Linked DNA regions of Anas platyrhynchos: region 1 is linked to region 2. A link is a contact called in public Hi-C data. All regions are on one chromosome and are shown on one strand. Each heading gives the region's core, a stretch centred on a gene start, on an enhancer-like site or on the middle of the called end of the contact. The rest is flanking DNA. Distances are from core to core; before and after follow the strand shown.

Region 1 (7,039 bases), core at 3,560-6,059, 170 kb before region 2:
AAGATGTTATGAACCGTCTAAAATGTGGAGAGCCAGGAAGAATTTTTATTGAGGTTTGTTTTTAAACGACTGGCTTGCAGCAATCTCTGAAAACCCTTAAAAAACACAACCCAAAAATAATCCCCTCTTCTCCTTTCACTCCAGATTAAAAGCAAGTGTCCATAAAATACAAATTGAATGCAGTTACAAGCCAAGATATGGAAATGGGCCACACATGAGAATCCTTCCTGTAATATTTTCCACTCTCGCTCTCCGAGCGGACCCTGTCTGGGAAAGCAATCAGGTTGCAGCCTGTCCCCAGGGTCGTAAAAGCTGGGCTCTGGCAGCCCCAGCCCATAGCGAGGCATCCAGCATGCATGGGGGGCTGTGGGGTGGGAATTGGCAGCTCGCAGAGAAACTCTTTGCGTGCTCCCGAAAGCTGATGTGTTTCCCTTCTCTCTGGCTGTACTCAGCAGACTTTCTGCCCGATGTGCTTTGCACCAGCTCTGAGCTGCATCCCCACTGCAAGCTGTGTAGGGAGTGCTGTGACCGGTCAGAAATGGGGCAGTAACTGGCCATGTACTGCTGATGCCCTCAGTGATGAGGAATTGCTCAGCATCCTGCTGTAATTCTGCCTGCTGGGGCTGCCTCAGCCAAGCCGAGCTGGGACGCAGCTTGGGGTCCTCCTGCGGTGCTCCAGAGGAGAGGTTTAGTTGGATCCAGCACACCTATACCAGGTCCTACAGAAACCAACATGTGCTTGGTCACAGTGGCCCTGACTGCAGGGTTGGGGTTTGGTGCTTTTCTCTGCAGTCTCCTTGTCTGGAGTGGCTCACAGTGAGAACTGTTTGTGCAAGGAAACATTTTCTAGCCCTAAGATCGCTTCGTGCTAAAAGCTAAGATGAGGCAGCACTTGTCTGGGTGTGGAAAACCCACTATGTTCTTCACCCAGCAAAATGTGTGGCTTGCAAACGCAAGCTGACTGCTTCAAGCATTCAGTGTAGTTCACTTCTGATTTCAAGATGGGTAGTTCAAACCCTGAGAAAGAAGCCTTTCTTGCAGTGCTGCTGCGGTGATGGCCACTGCTGTGCAAGGTGCAGGGGGGGGCTTTGCAGCACCCGACCACCTGGTCTGCTGGTGATGCTCGTGTTTTATCGAGGGGAAGGTTTCAAGAACATTTGTCATGTTGAGGCTATCACAAGTTCTCTCCTGGCCTACTTCCTTCCAAGTGTCCTCCTAACACGGAGAAGTGGCACATTGCAGTTGGTGTTAGGGAAGTAAAGCAATCTTATTTAACTCCTTCAAAAAATGGTGTTGGTCAGAACTGGGAGTGCAACCATCCTGCTTGCTGCCTGTGGTGCTTTTCTTCGTGTGAGACACAGCCACCACACCTTGTTTTAATACATTTATTGGAGTTAGAATCTGGTGGTTTTTTTTTGTTTTTTTTTTTTTATGGTTTTGTCTTTACTTCAAATCTGAAGTGCAGTGTTTGTGTGCCCCCTTGGAGCTGTGTGGGCTCAGGGTTCAACCTCAGCCAGCTCAGCAGAGAGCCTGTTTTGAGAAGAGTGTGTGTGGGCAGTACATGTGTTGTCCTCTTAGTGGTGGCACATAGGCTGTGCCAAACACAAGAAGAGAAAATCCACTTATTTGGGGATATAGAATGAGCCTAAACAAACAGATTTTTATGTATTGGTGCTAAAGCAAGGCATTCACTTTGCAGGGCCTGAGATGTCTTTGGTGGAGATGTTTATGGTGGGGCTATCAGCAAGAAAAAGACTATTTCAGGGTGTAGTTCACCTGACTTGTGCGAGGTCTGTTCTGCTAGAACTGTCGCATAAATCTGGTTTCTCCAAGAAGTACAGCTATTGCAGGCATTGAAATCATGAGGCTTAAATGTATTCTGTGGAGACTAGCTCATTTTCACACTCGAAAAACCAGCGTATATAGGCCGATCTAATCACTTTCCTGGACAATTAACTTTCTTGTCTAGACTATCTGGATAATGACATTTATGAGAAGAAAAATAATAATGTTATGTCTTAACCGCTTGCAAGCATTTAAGCTGACATCAGAGTAAATGATAGGAACATAGTTTAGGACGTGTGTGCCCCCTGTTTTTTTTTTTAATGAGATGTCTGCCTGTGGTGGAAATGAATCCTTCTGCAGCTTGGTGGTCCTGGAGGTGTCTGAGCCCAAACAGGTGAATCCCATGTATGTTGTTTGCCTAAAACAGTGCACGAGCATGCACTGATCAGAAACTTTTTCCAGGTGCATGATGAAGCTCATCTCTTCCCTGTCACCTGGCTGCTGTCACCTAAGCAAAAGAGCAGGCTGGTGGGTCAGGAGGCTCAGATCCCCGAAGGCATGATGCTCTCCCAAGAGAGGAATTACCCTGCCCTGCAGGGTGATCTGAGGCCTGAACCTGCAGTGGTTTTCCTGCACTGCAGCTGTCCTGTCCTGCAGCCTGCCAGCCACCCTGGGAAGGGTGCTCATCCTGCTCTGCAGCAAGAAAAACAAACGGCTTTCCCAAGTGCTCAGGGGGCATGGGCTGCACAGTGTGCTCTCCTCAAGTGTGCAGGCTGCCTTCCAGTAGCAAGATGGGGAGCCGGTGAAACATCAGGCTTTGCATCCAAACGAAATACTGAGTTAAAAATAAACCTTAGGAGGCAGTGAAGGGGGAGGCATGCAGCCATTCTTCAGGCAGGTGTTTGACCAAGAGCCTTTCTTTGAGAGAAATAGGAGAAGGGAAGAAGCTTACAGAGCTTGACCCATCCTTTTCTTCCTTGGATATGTCAGGGGGGTTTCTCTTGGGAAGTTAATTGAGGGTAAATTTTAAAGCCAGTGGGAAGTTGCTGGTTGCTGCTGTGTTTACCCAAGCAGAACATGTGCTGCCTTCCCCATACTGCCCTGACAGCGGGCTCTGTTGTAGTAATAAGGTTCAGTCCCTGTGGGTCAGAGTTGCCTTAAATATTGTCGTGTGATAACAAATGCCTGCCTGCTGTGGGTACTAAACCCACGGGATGCTCACAGACTGCTGTCCTTCAGTGTGTTGCAGGTGCCATGTACATCACGGGCTTTGCGGAGTCCATCGCGGATGTGCTGAGCCTCAGCAACATCTGGGCAGTGCGGGGCATTTCCCTGGCCGTCCTGCTGGGGCTGCTCGGCATCAACCTGGCAGGAGTGAAGTGGATCATCCGCCTCCAGCTCCTGCTGCTCTTGCTGCTGGCTGTCTCGACGCTGGACTTTGTCATCGGGTCCTTTTCGCACCTTGATCCAGGTAAAGCCGGGGGTCCTGAGCTTTGGGATCAGTGCACCTTGGTTGTATGTTTGTGTTTTTTTTTTTCTATAGGGGTCTTTGTGAAGGTGTACATCCAGACAGAGGTAGAGCTCAGGGCTGCCAGATGTGGCTTTCCTGTGCTTTGGTACCAAGTCTGTAAGAGATGACCCCTAATTTTGCAAGGAATAAGTTTTTCCAGAGCATTACCTGAAGATAAGTCATTAATTTGGCAATTAACCTGAGGAATCCAGCTTTTAACATGTGCTTTTGTTATACTTGTATTGCCCTTGAAGGTTTTCTAGCAACTGAGAGCTGCTGTGCTTGTGATTGAGGTTTGTAACCTGCTTGCTGTTTGACTTTGCATTAAGTATTGTGCTGGGGAAAACGTAAGATTACAGAATCACAGAACGGCTGAGGTTGGAAGGGGCCACTGGAGGTCATCTCTTCCAACCCCCTGCTCATACAGGGCCACCCAGAGCAGGTTGCCCAGCACCGTGACTATTGCAGCTCCAACTTGGCATGGAGATTTTCTCACAGGAGGTGTGTGGCATCCCTTAAGCCCTGGCATTGCGGTGTGTGGTCAGTGCTGGCCCCAGGCTTCCCAGCTGAGGAAGCATCATCTATGTGCTGCTCAGGACAGGGACAGGTGAGGTGGGGAAGAGAGTTGCTGGGGTTCCGAAGAGTTTCCCCCATTAACCTTCCCCTGCCTGTTTGCAGCCTGCAGTGGGGTCTTCAGCATGGGGCAGCTGGGCATTGGCAAGGCAGAGGGATGGGGCTCCCCAAATCCTCTTTCCCTTCCTTGCATCCTCATCCTGAGAGAGGTGTTATGGGGAAACCTGCTGCAGGCTGCGGGGAGTTGAGGAGCACTGCAGCCAGCACTCCAGCAATCACCGAGTGCAATTAGCTGAGTAAACAGAAGGTGTCACCTTTTTCTTGGGTTCCCCTGCATCCGAAAGGATCTTAGGCAGGGGTTCAGGAAACCTGCTGAAATAGCTTGAGGGGGAAGATCTCCAGTTGTGACAAGCTTCTTACAGCTAGAATTCAGCTGGAGGGGCTTAGATTCCAGCTGTGCACCGAGGAGACCTTTCATGTAGCCCCAGAGACCTTTCTGATAAGGGGCAGAAGGGGAATGCTCAGGGTGGGGGATGACGATAGGGAAGCAAAGGTGGGACCAGGAGGAGAGAGAGGAGTACATGCGTCAGCAGGAGGCACGGCCGAGCTGAGGTCAGCGTTAGCTGTCTTTGATTTCATCCACTGGTGATGGCTGAGCCATTTTCTTCTGACAGAAAATAGAGAAAGGAGCAGGAATGAGGTGGCTGAGCCGTGGCGGGTGGCAGAGGAGGGTGTGGGACCCGAGGAAGGGCCAGATTCTGCCCAGCTGCTCTGTGCCTACATGGCCGGGTCTGTGGCCTGGCTGGGAAGAGCTGCGCTGTCTTGTCTTATTTTTAGACAGCTTCTGTTTGAGGGAATGATCCCGAGCTCAGGCTGGATGCCCGGCACGGCGCTGCATTTCCCCAGCAGGCCTCTGAGTGGTGTGTCAGCACCGATGGTGAGCCCCAGCCTCCACCAGCCTCATCCTCCCCAGCTGGCCAGGTCAGGGTCAGCCTCCTGCCTCTGTTGCACCCCTTGGCAAAACGCCTCTCCTGCCAGCACCCCACAAATGGCTGGGATGTACTGGGGTCGGTACCCATCACACCATCCCTTGTCCGCAGGTAGCGGGGTGCAGCGTGTCTGAGTGCCACCCTGGGGGAGGCACTGGGAACCATACGGCTCAGGGGACAGAAATTATTACCTTTGGCCTTCAGTGACAGCAAGAAGTCCTTTTGTTTGTGGGCAGCAGTTAGCTGCAGCCTTTCCCTCCTTGAGCACCTGTGATCAGCTGTCTGCAGGCTTCACACGTGTACGGTTGTTTCAGGTCTGGTTAATTGGCTACAGCAGCATCCATAAATGCAAGGGAAAGCATTACACACACACTGAAGGGGTAATTTTGGAGGAAGGACCTGTGAGCTGCAAAGGTTTGGGTTGCTTCCTTGTTTATGGCAGGTTTCCACAGTTCTGCTGGCAGCTTTGGGTCTCAGTTTCCCCAGCTGTGCACTGGGCACACAGCAGCCCTCCCACCGCTGTGCTGGGAGCATTTCCCCTTGCTCCAAGTGCTCGGTGAACACTGAAGACCCGTGCCTCTGCCAAGCAGTGATTGTTTGGATTGCAGTGATCTGCAGGAATGCCTGTCCATGCTGAAGGCCTGAAGCCCGTGCCTGTGTGTGGTTGCACTGGATGGGGGCCCCTCACTTGTCTCCCCCGTTCCCCAATCTCACACCCAGGCGCACACAACGTGGGATGTGGGCCAAGCACTCACTCCCTTCCTGTGGTTTGCCTTTATTTTTAGTCGGAGGACAGGCAGTATTTACACAAAAGGGGCTTCTCAGCAGGGCTTCCCGCTGCTATTTCTCCTTTCTCTCTCTCTCTCGCTGTGGCTTGTCCTGCAGCCAGCCCGGGCAGTGCCGGTCCCTTCTCCAGATGCTCCTGTCCCATGCGGAGACTGCAGGGCTCGGCCTCCGAGGGGAGCCAGGAACCTCGAAAAGCTGCAGTGGCACATGGAGGAGAAGCTGTAAAGAGCGAGGGCAGGAAAAACGAGTGTTTGTGTATTTTAAACACAAGGGGGAAAACTAACAAAAGGGAAGAAGAAAGGTGAGGATCGCTGTTGTTTTTAAGCAAACCTACCTGAGCACTGTGACCACCAGCTGCAGTGTCCCTGCTCCTGGCCCCAAGGACTTTGGCTCCTCTCTGCATGCTGGTGTGGTCCCAAGCCCAGGATCCTCCTTTAGGTGCTGAACCCCAGGCAGGGACTTTGGCCTGAAGCACCATGGAGCGTGATGCTGGGTGCCTGGTGGGCACAGGAGGTGTCCTCCTGACCCATCTCCAGGGCAGGAGGTGGATGCTGGGGGGTTGGATATGACCCAAGGGTGTGCTGGGGTGCTGCAGGTCAGGCTGCAGGAAGAGTGAGGTTGGACTGTCTGGTTTTGGAGTTGATCCTAAATCCCCACCTTGGACCCAGCCAGTGCTTCCCCCAGTGATGGGTCATAGTCCCACACTGGGATCCCTGCGAAGGGCAGTGTTGAGGAGAGGGGCTCTTGTGCTAGCTAAAATCCAGGCTCTGAGCTGTCTCCAGCCTCTCACCTTAAAACTCAGTCTTACCTCCAGAAATGGAGTCCCCGTGTTACCTTCCTGCCTTGCTTTCTTGCCAAACCTAATGCAGGTGAATTAAGATCAGTGTTCAGCTTGTTGGCCCACAGCTGGGACCTTGTGCTTGCTACACTGCCGAATAACAGGTTCCAGGCAGAGCAGCAGTGCTGGGGTTTCTTGGCCTGTTTGTTTTAATTCTGTAGGTGCAGACCTCAGAATCAGCCCGAGTCATTTTGGGGGAAGCAGTGAACATAAAAGAGAGGACACTGTCCGTGAGCAGCTCCTCAGAACAGCATGTGAAGCTTTTTGGCCTCTTCACGTACTGAACATTAGAGTCATGGAAAAAGAAGATAAGACTGCTGTTAATGCCCACACTTTTATTTTCCTAGCATATCTCTGCTAATTTTTGTGTAGGGTGACTCCCAAATACTCCCTTCAATTAGGCGCCTGCTTTCCTGTTTTGGCAGTTGCTCGCAGGTACCCCGCTAAAGCAAATCGGCCGTGGGATTAAATTGGGTGGGGTGGGGTTATTTTGGGGGAGATCTGGTGTTAATTTGGTCCTGCTTTGTTTTGTTGGTGAGATGAAAGGAGTCGCAATAC
Region 2 (6,527 bases), core at 961-3,460:
AGAGAACAGTCAATGGTGGCAGCTCCAGCAATGTGAAGTTTGATCCTGCTAGGAGGTTACTCGGGTAGGGAGGGTGGAAAGAAGGAAAGGAAGGGACCTGGAGATGCGACGAAAAGCTTTGCTTCTTCCCCTGCTCATGGGGTTGGGGGGAAAATCAGCTGTGAAACAAACTGCTCCGAAGAGTTGCCAGGGTATATAACATGGAGAACAAGTGAAAGATGGGAGTCTGTCCTGTGGCACCCTTCTGAGAAAGTGCAGAGTAATTCCAGCAAGAAGGAAATAGGGCCAGTTGCTGTCAGGGACAAGCGAGCAGCTGCCTGCTCCCTGGCTGGCAGCACTGGGGCACTGAAGGCAGAGCAGCACCACGGGCAAGCCACTGTGTCCTACAGGGATGTCTGCTACCACATCTGGGTGGGGGAAGGATTGAGCCTGTAGGTCAGGCTTGTCTTTTAACAAAAGAATATGAGAAGGTACCAGAGAAACTTTATACAAATGAATAATCAATTGCATGTTTTTAATTTTTATGGTCTCTCCCTCCAAGTTTAGCTTCTACTTAAGGTTGCATCTAGAAATAAAATAAACAAAAAAGAAGTGATGCTGTGAGTGAGAAGCATTACTTTCCTGTGTAAGCAGATCTGCCTGTACCCTTGGCAAGGTTAGGGCCAAGCTCTGTCATAGGAATGGTGTATTTCAATCAGCAGCCATTTATTTGTGTCCCTAAACACACGCAGCCTGACCACAGCTAGCATTCCTGAATGAAAGCTAAAGCAGAAGGCATCAGCAGGTCACATAGTGATGGAAAATGTCAGCTCTTGTCTGGCCAACTTGGAACCCAGATGCCATTGCAACATCAGCTCCATGTTTCCACAGCCACAGCTGGAGGCTGCTGCTGCACAGCCCTGGGACCAGGGGCTCGCTTGGTGTCTCATCAATGTGTTTTCCCATTTCTGGAAGTGCTATTTTGTCACACCTTGGGAAAAGTCAAGGTCAAGCACAGCCTTTGTTGCCTTGTTAGCATGGAGATTCTCTGCAGCCTGTGATGTACAGAAGCCAGGTGTGATACATGCCCTCCTGGCAGCCTTCTTGCCCCCTACAATGATGCAGTAAGAAGGTGTTCAACAGCTGGAGGCTAAGCCCAAGCTTTAGAACACAAATGCTTCATGCTTCTGCACGCATTTAACCTTGCATTTCTCCAGTTGCATGGAAAGCAAATGAGCTAGCGTATCGAGGAGTGTCACTAAGATGTCTGGCAGGAAATACCAAGGCGAGGTAACTAACTACATGTGCAACCCAGCATCTCCTGTGGGTTCCAGCATGGTTTCCTGATCTGAACATACTTTACATTGGAATTAAGCTCACTGTCATTCCTCCTCCTCTTCATTGCCCATCTGCAAAAAAAGAAAAGAAAAAAAAACACAAATACAAGGGAGATTTTGATTTCATCCTGCCCCTTTCTCTATTCCCATTAGCAGTGATGTCGTCCTCTGGTCCCAGCACAACAGAAACTTCTCCATTCAGCTCTACAATGACACCTCTCAGCAGAGCAGAAATAATCAGCTGCAGAGAACACAGCAGAATTTCCCCAGCTAAACAATCCTATTTGTTAAAGTGTCTGTTGTATAGCTACTATTATTTCTACAGGGAGAGATCAAAAGTGACCGCACTGCTCATCTGCTCCTGCATTATCTATTTGACCTAAGCACAGCCTATGGCCATACAATTACACGTGGTCTGAGGCTTTATTTTTCATCACTGCTCAGGAAGCTGTGCTCTAAGCAAGAACTTCACAGCTACATCCATGTTCGGGCTTCCTCCTCTCCTCTGTATTGGCCAGCCTCCACACGTAACCCTGCATTTTCACAGCCTGACCGTGGACAGCACGAGCTTATGAGTTCAGAGCATGACACGGGTCATGCAGAAATGGAGAATCAAGAGCGAGGACAAAGTCGACCCAGACAAGCAGGCAGGGTCACTGCTTTCAGCCTGCAGGAACCTGTCAAAAGACAGAGGAAAACCCAAAGCCTGAGCAGGCAGCAAACTGACTTTTAATTTGTTACAGAGTTCGAACACGAAGCTCTACTTGTCACTGTGATACAGACCAACCAAGACCTAACAGTGATTACAAACAAACAAGATGTCCAGCCCTGTCTAGTCTGCAGTTCAATTAAAAGTCTTCCAAAACAGACCATTTCCCTGAGTCACTGACCTCCAAAACTCAGAAATGGAAACAAACTTCCTCTGGGTATTTCACATTCCTTCGGTTCTAACTGTTTCCTAAATGTAATGTTTGTGTCACTTGCTAAGAACCCACAGCAACAGGCTTTCCAAGTACATTTAAGGGGAAGTGATGCAGTCATTTTTTTCTGGATTTAGGTCTCCAATAACTTTTTATGGAAGTTTATGGAAACAATAACACGACCTGTCAACTATTGGCTACTAAAGCATGTTGACACTGTTATGTACAAGTACATTTAAGGACAAAAATTTAAAGTGTTTTAGTTTGATGCTGGGTTTATCAAGACTTTTGCAAGAATTTTAAGTCTGAGTAGAACACTGTACTTAATCAGCTATCCTGATTAAAGTACCCATGCTGCTTCTCCTTGTTCTAGGCAGAAATGCCTACAACAAAAAAGATACAGTGAAAATTACATACAAATGTGTGTGCTACGTAACAATTCCTTAATGATTCCAGATTGGGCTGATCTCTCATGCAGTCCCCGGTGACTTGCTCAGAAATACCAGCAAGGTAGCTGTCGTCCTGGTGCAAGCACTGACATCACTTGACCGCAGCCTTACCCATTATGAAAAGGACAATATCTTTTCATTCTGCTATGAACGATCCTCCAGAGTGAATTAAGGACAGCAAGTTCGTATAAACGCTTACTTGACAGATAACATAGATCATGTGACAATCAACAAAGTCAAATACAGCCTTAAGCCTCCGTACGAGGCTCTGATCAGAGCACAGAATGAACTGCACTTCCAGATTCATATATTATAATGCAAATTAGTTTTGTAAATTGTGACCTAGTTCCCATGTTAGAAACAGTTGGGACCAACAGCAGGAACTATGCTACGAATGTGAGCAGCAGAGGCAAGCAAGGAAATTAACATTTGTTCTTAATTTGAAATGGATTTTTAATCATTTTCAGGTGCCTCAAAAAAAGGCACACATGCCTGTATACTATAATCATCCGGACACAAGAATGCATGTAGGAGGTAACATGTTTTTGTTTTGCTAATTGAAATGTTTGTGACGCTGGTGTCAAATGAAGCACTGGAATACAACTTTTTCCGTGACTTACTCAGTGCACAACACAGGACTGAGAAATAGTTTTCCGATCTGTTGCTCAGAACTTGTTTCATAAAGTTGAGTTGCAAATACCTTCCCAAAGTAACAAGATATTAGATCACATCGATATCTCCAAATTCAGTGGCTATTTTTTTTCCACCAGAGGCCTGATAAAGTAGCTCTCGGATCTTCCTCATGGTTTTAGCTGCATAGATTTCAGATGCATACTTCATGATTAGTGGAAAACACTGAACTCACCAAGTTCTGCTTGTGCTCTAACAGTGACCCTACTAAAACACGCAGTGCTAAACCCAAATCTGAAGCAGCTGTCTAGTAAACTCTAAGTTATGGCATCACAAGGGAGCAAGTTGTTGAAAACCAGGTAAGTTTCATCTTAAGCATATCTCAAGTTGGCATCAACAGTGGAAACTATCGGCTACAGAAGGGCTAGGGCATCAACCATCTTGAAAAATAGAGCCTCGGCTCCACCTGGTGGACAAAGCAGTTTTCTGCAAAGCAGTTTAAGCGAGAAAGCCTTGCTTCTGCTACATGCCTCAAGGATATTAGGGAATTAATGAGAAACAGCAAACAAATCCCTGAACCCACATTCACTTTAAAGGATTGAAACTTCTTAGAAGTTGATGCAAAGTATCCTGACTCGCAGACCATTGCAGGGCAGCTCACAGGAGACAACACACTCATCAAGTTCCAGTGGTGAAAGGTGGTCACAAGAACCTTCACGTTTCCTATACGTGGAAAACTCCATCTAAACATGGTACATAAGAATCTTTAACCAAACAAAAGCCCCAAGGAAAAAACAAAACATACACAGAGAAAATTCTAATACTCTTTCCACAGTAACAGATTTATAAGCCCCGTAAGAAACCTTCAAGCACAGGAGACACACTTCCAAAGAACATGAAATGCAAAAGGATAAGGTCATTATCCTCAACCTACACAGGCAGCTAGAAAGTTTTTCAACTGCTAGTTAAATCCAAGCCCATTTCCCTTCTTAGACACTGCATATATTAATCCAACTGACAACAAGCACAAAATCTCCATTTGAACTTCAGCATAACCCTAATCTCCTGAAAGGCTGGGAAAAATGTCAAATACTAAAGCCCCCAAAAAATCTCACCAGACATAATTGCTCCTAGCCTACAGGCAGATGTGTTTAAAAAAGGATCCAGCTTTCTTAGCGTACTTTGCAGCAGCAAAGAAACAGCAATGGTCTAGAACCATACCACCAAGCATCTGTATTCTTCACGTTTTCATGTTGGCAATGAAAATGCAAGCTGATTTCCACCTGGAAAATACTGGATCTATTTAAGGTGATTCCATCCTATCATACGTGGTATTTCAACTTAACCTTTCTTCACAATGCCAAAGCATGGAAAGTAATTCCTGGAAAGATTCCACAAACATTTTCATAAATCAAGCAACAGAGAGTATGTATTTGTTTCTCATTAGAGCAATCAGCAATTCCACCATAATTAAACGCACAACAGCTGGGAGCTATAAAGACTCTTGCCAGAGCAGACTATAAGCACCATCAGCAGTAACTCCTGCAGTCACAAAAAACAGAACGACATTTTTGTAATGCCCTGGCTCTGAAAATAAACAGGGTTTCGCACTGACACAGAAAAAAGACTTACAGATCCAGTTACATGAAAATAGTAGCAAATTTATTTGAGAACATATTATTCAATTTCACAGCATAGGATCAAGACTTGATACTTTTGCTTAGAAATTGTGGAGTTGAGCAATCCTGTGAGAGTAAGACAGGTCGGTGCTGCAGGTGAAGTTAATAGTGAAATACTGACCCAATTTAAGGGTGAGGAGGATAAACAGGAGCAACAACAGCAAGGCAAATATCCTTGGAGTGTTCTCATTCAACATTTTTCAGCATAGAAAATTATTAAGAACAAAAACTGAACATCAAATTTTGGTTTCATATATCCAACAACTAAAAATACTGAAAAATAACCACCGCAGGTACAACTTTGTCTGTATGTATGCAATTAAAAAGTAATTTAGCCAGCAACATTTTTTTTTCCAAAAGGGCCCAGTATTCTACTGGCTGTCAATGTATTTACGTAGAAGTCTCACGATGATTACAGCTCCATCAGCTCTGCTCACTGAGTCGGGAAGTGACCTGCATCCCATCTCACACATGACCACCAAGCCTGCTTATGTAGCTCTCCCAAGCTGCCTTCCTGTACTTCTCTGCTTCTTGAAGGCGGTCTGAAGCTGACAAGATGCCTCGTCCCACGATAATGATGTCTGAACCTCTTTCACTAATAACTTCCTTGGGGCTTAGGTACCTCTGTCCAAGATTATCACCTGAAACAGACACACCATTTTTTTTAGCTTGTACAAAATTATACATTCTAAAAACTTTCAAAGAAATGGAACAGAAAACAGGTACGTTGTTTCAGTTCTCACCCTAACAATCCATCAGGTACCTCCAACTAATGAACACCTACCAATTACTGTGGCAGGCATGCTCTGCTCCTGTACTTGACATAAGTCTTGCTCAGGTTTATGAGCCACAGCAGGCCTCACCGTGATCGCTCCTCGAACCAGACAGCTCGTTAGCCACAGAGCCTCAGGAAGACCTCTATACCATGAAATCTCTCACGGAAAATAATGAAGGAATCTCAGCTTGACTACAAATCAATCACTTTATTAGACAATTGTGGTACTTCATCTCTCTCCTCTGTTTAATCAAAGGAGAAGTCATCTTGACACCATTCCTGTTATTTATAGAGGGTGGTAAAGCTTGATGTTCTCTCCCCTTCATACCTGTTGTTTATGCCATATAGGCACCGGACAATCAGCCCTCCCCTCCAGCTGTATCCAGCCCCTGTGGTGTAACTAATTGACAAGGACAGGATTAAATGCGAAGGGGACTGTCCAACCTGAATCATAAAAAATTGGCAAGAGCCTTGTATCCTGGAAAATTACTGAAAAAAAGACAACAGCCTTGCAATCCTATAAATAGTAATCCCAAGCAAGAACTTGGATACTGATTAACTGCTGTTAAAAAAATACAACATTGCTGTTAAAATCATTATATTCTATACTATAAAAAATATAAACCTTGTTATTTACTATAAAGGTATATAATAAATCCTTAACTGCTTCTATATGAGTTTTGTAAAATCTAATTCCATGACAATGACACAGATCAAATTTGACATAGAGAGCCCTCATTTTTCATGATTTACCAATT

The links. A called contact is a pair of places that touch in the nucleus more often than the background predicts.
Region 1: a contact with region 2 is called in a Hi-C map of subcutaneous adipose tissue, with 2.6 times the contacts expected there. The contact joins two enhancer-like sites. A contact is called at or near these places in 2 of 8 Hi-C or Micro-C datasets (skeletal muscle and subcutaneous adipose tissue).

The regions. Positions count from the first base shown.
Region 1 is chr7:16,614,996-16,622,034 of IASCAAS_PekinDuck_T2T, reverse strand. SLC12A8 (solute carrier family 12 member 8) reads left to right here. Exons shown (of 13, transcript XM_072040812.1): 5 at 3,025-3,256. Among named protein-coding and RNA genes, the nearest start is that of SLC12A8, 13 kb to the left of the region's middle. Within about 2 kb of position 4,809, at least 3 of the 8 cell types and tissues checked have an H3K27ac peak or open chromatin away from gene starts, as enhancers often do. A contact at or near this core is called in subcutaneous adipose tissue, where this site is marked.
Region 2 is chr7:16,438,549-16,445,075 of IASCAAS_PekinDuck_T2T, reverse strand. UMPS (uridine monophosphate synthetase) reads right to left here. Exons shown (of 6, transcript XM_027461546.3): 6 at 4,956-5,635. The coding sequence ends at 5,460. Among named protein-coding and RNA genes, the nearest start is that of UMPS, 7.9 kb to the right of the region's middle. Within about 2 kb of position 2,210, at least 2 of the 8 cell types and tissues checked have an H3K27ac peak or open chromatin away from gene starts, as enhancers often do. A contact at or near this core is called in subcutaneous adipose tissue, where this site is marked.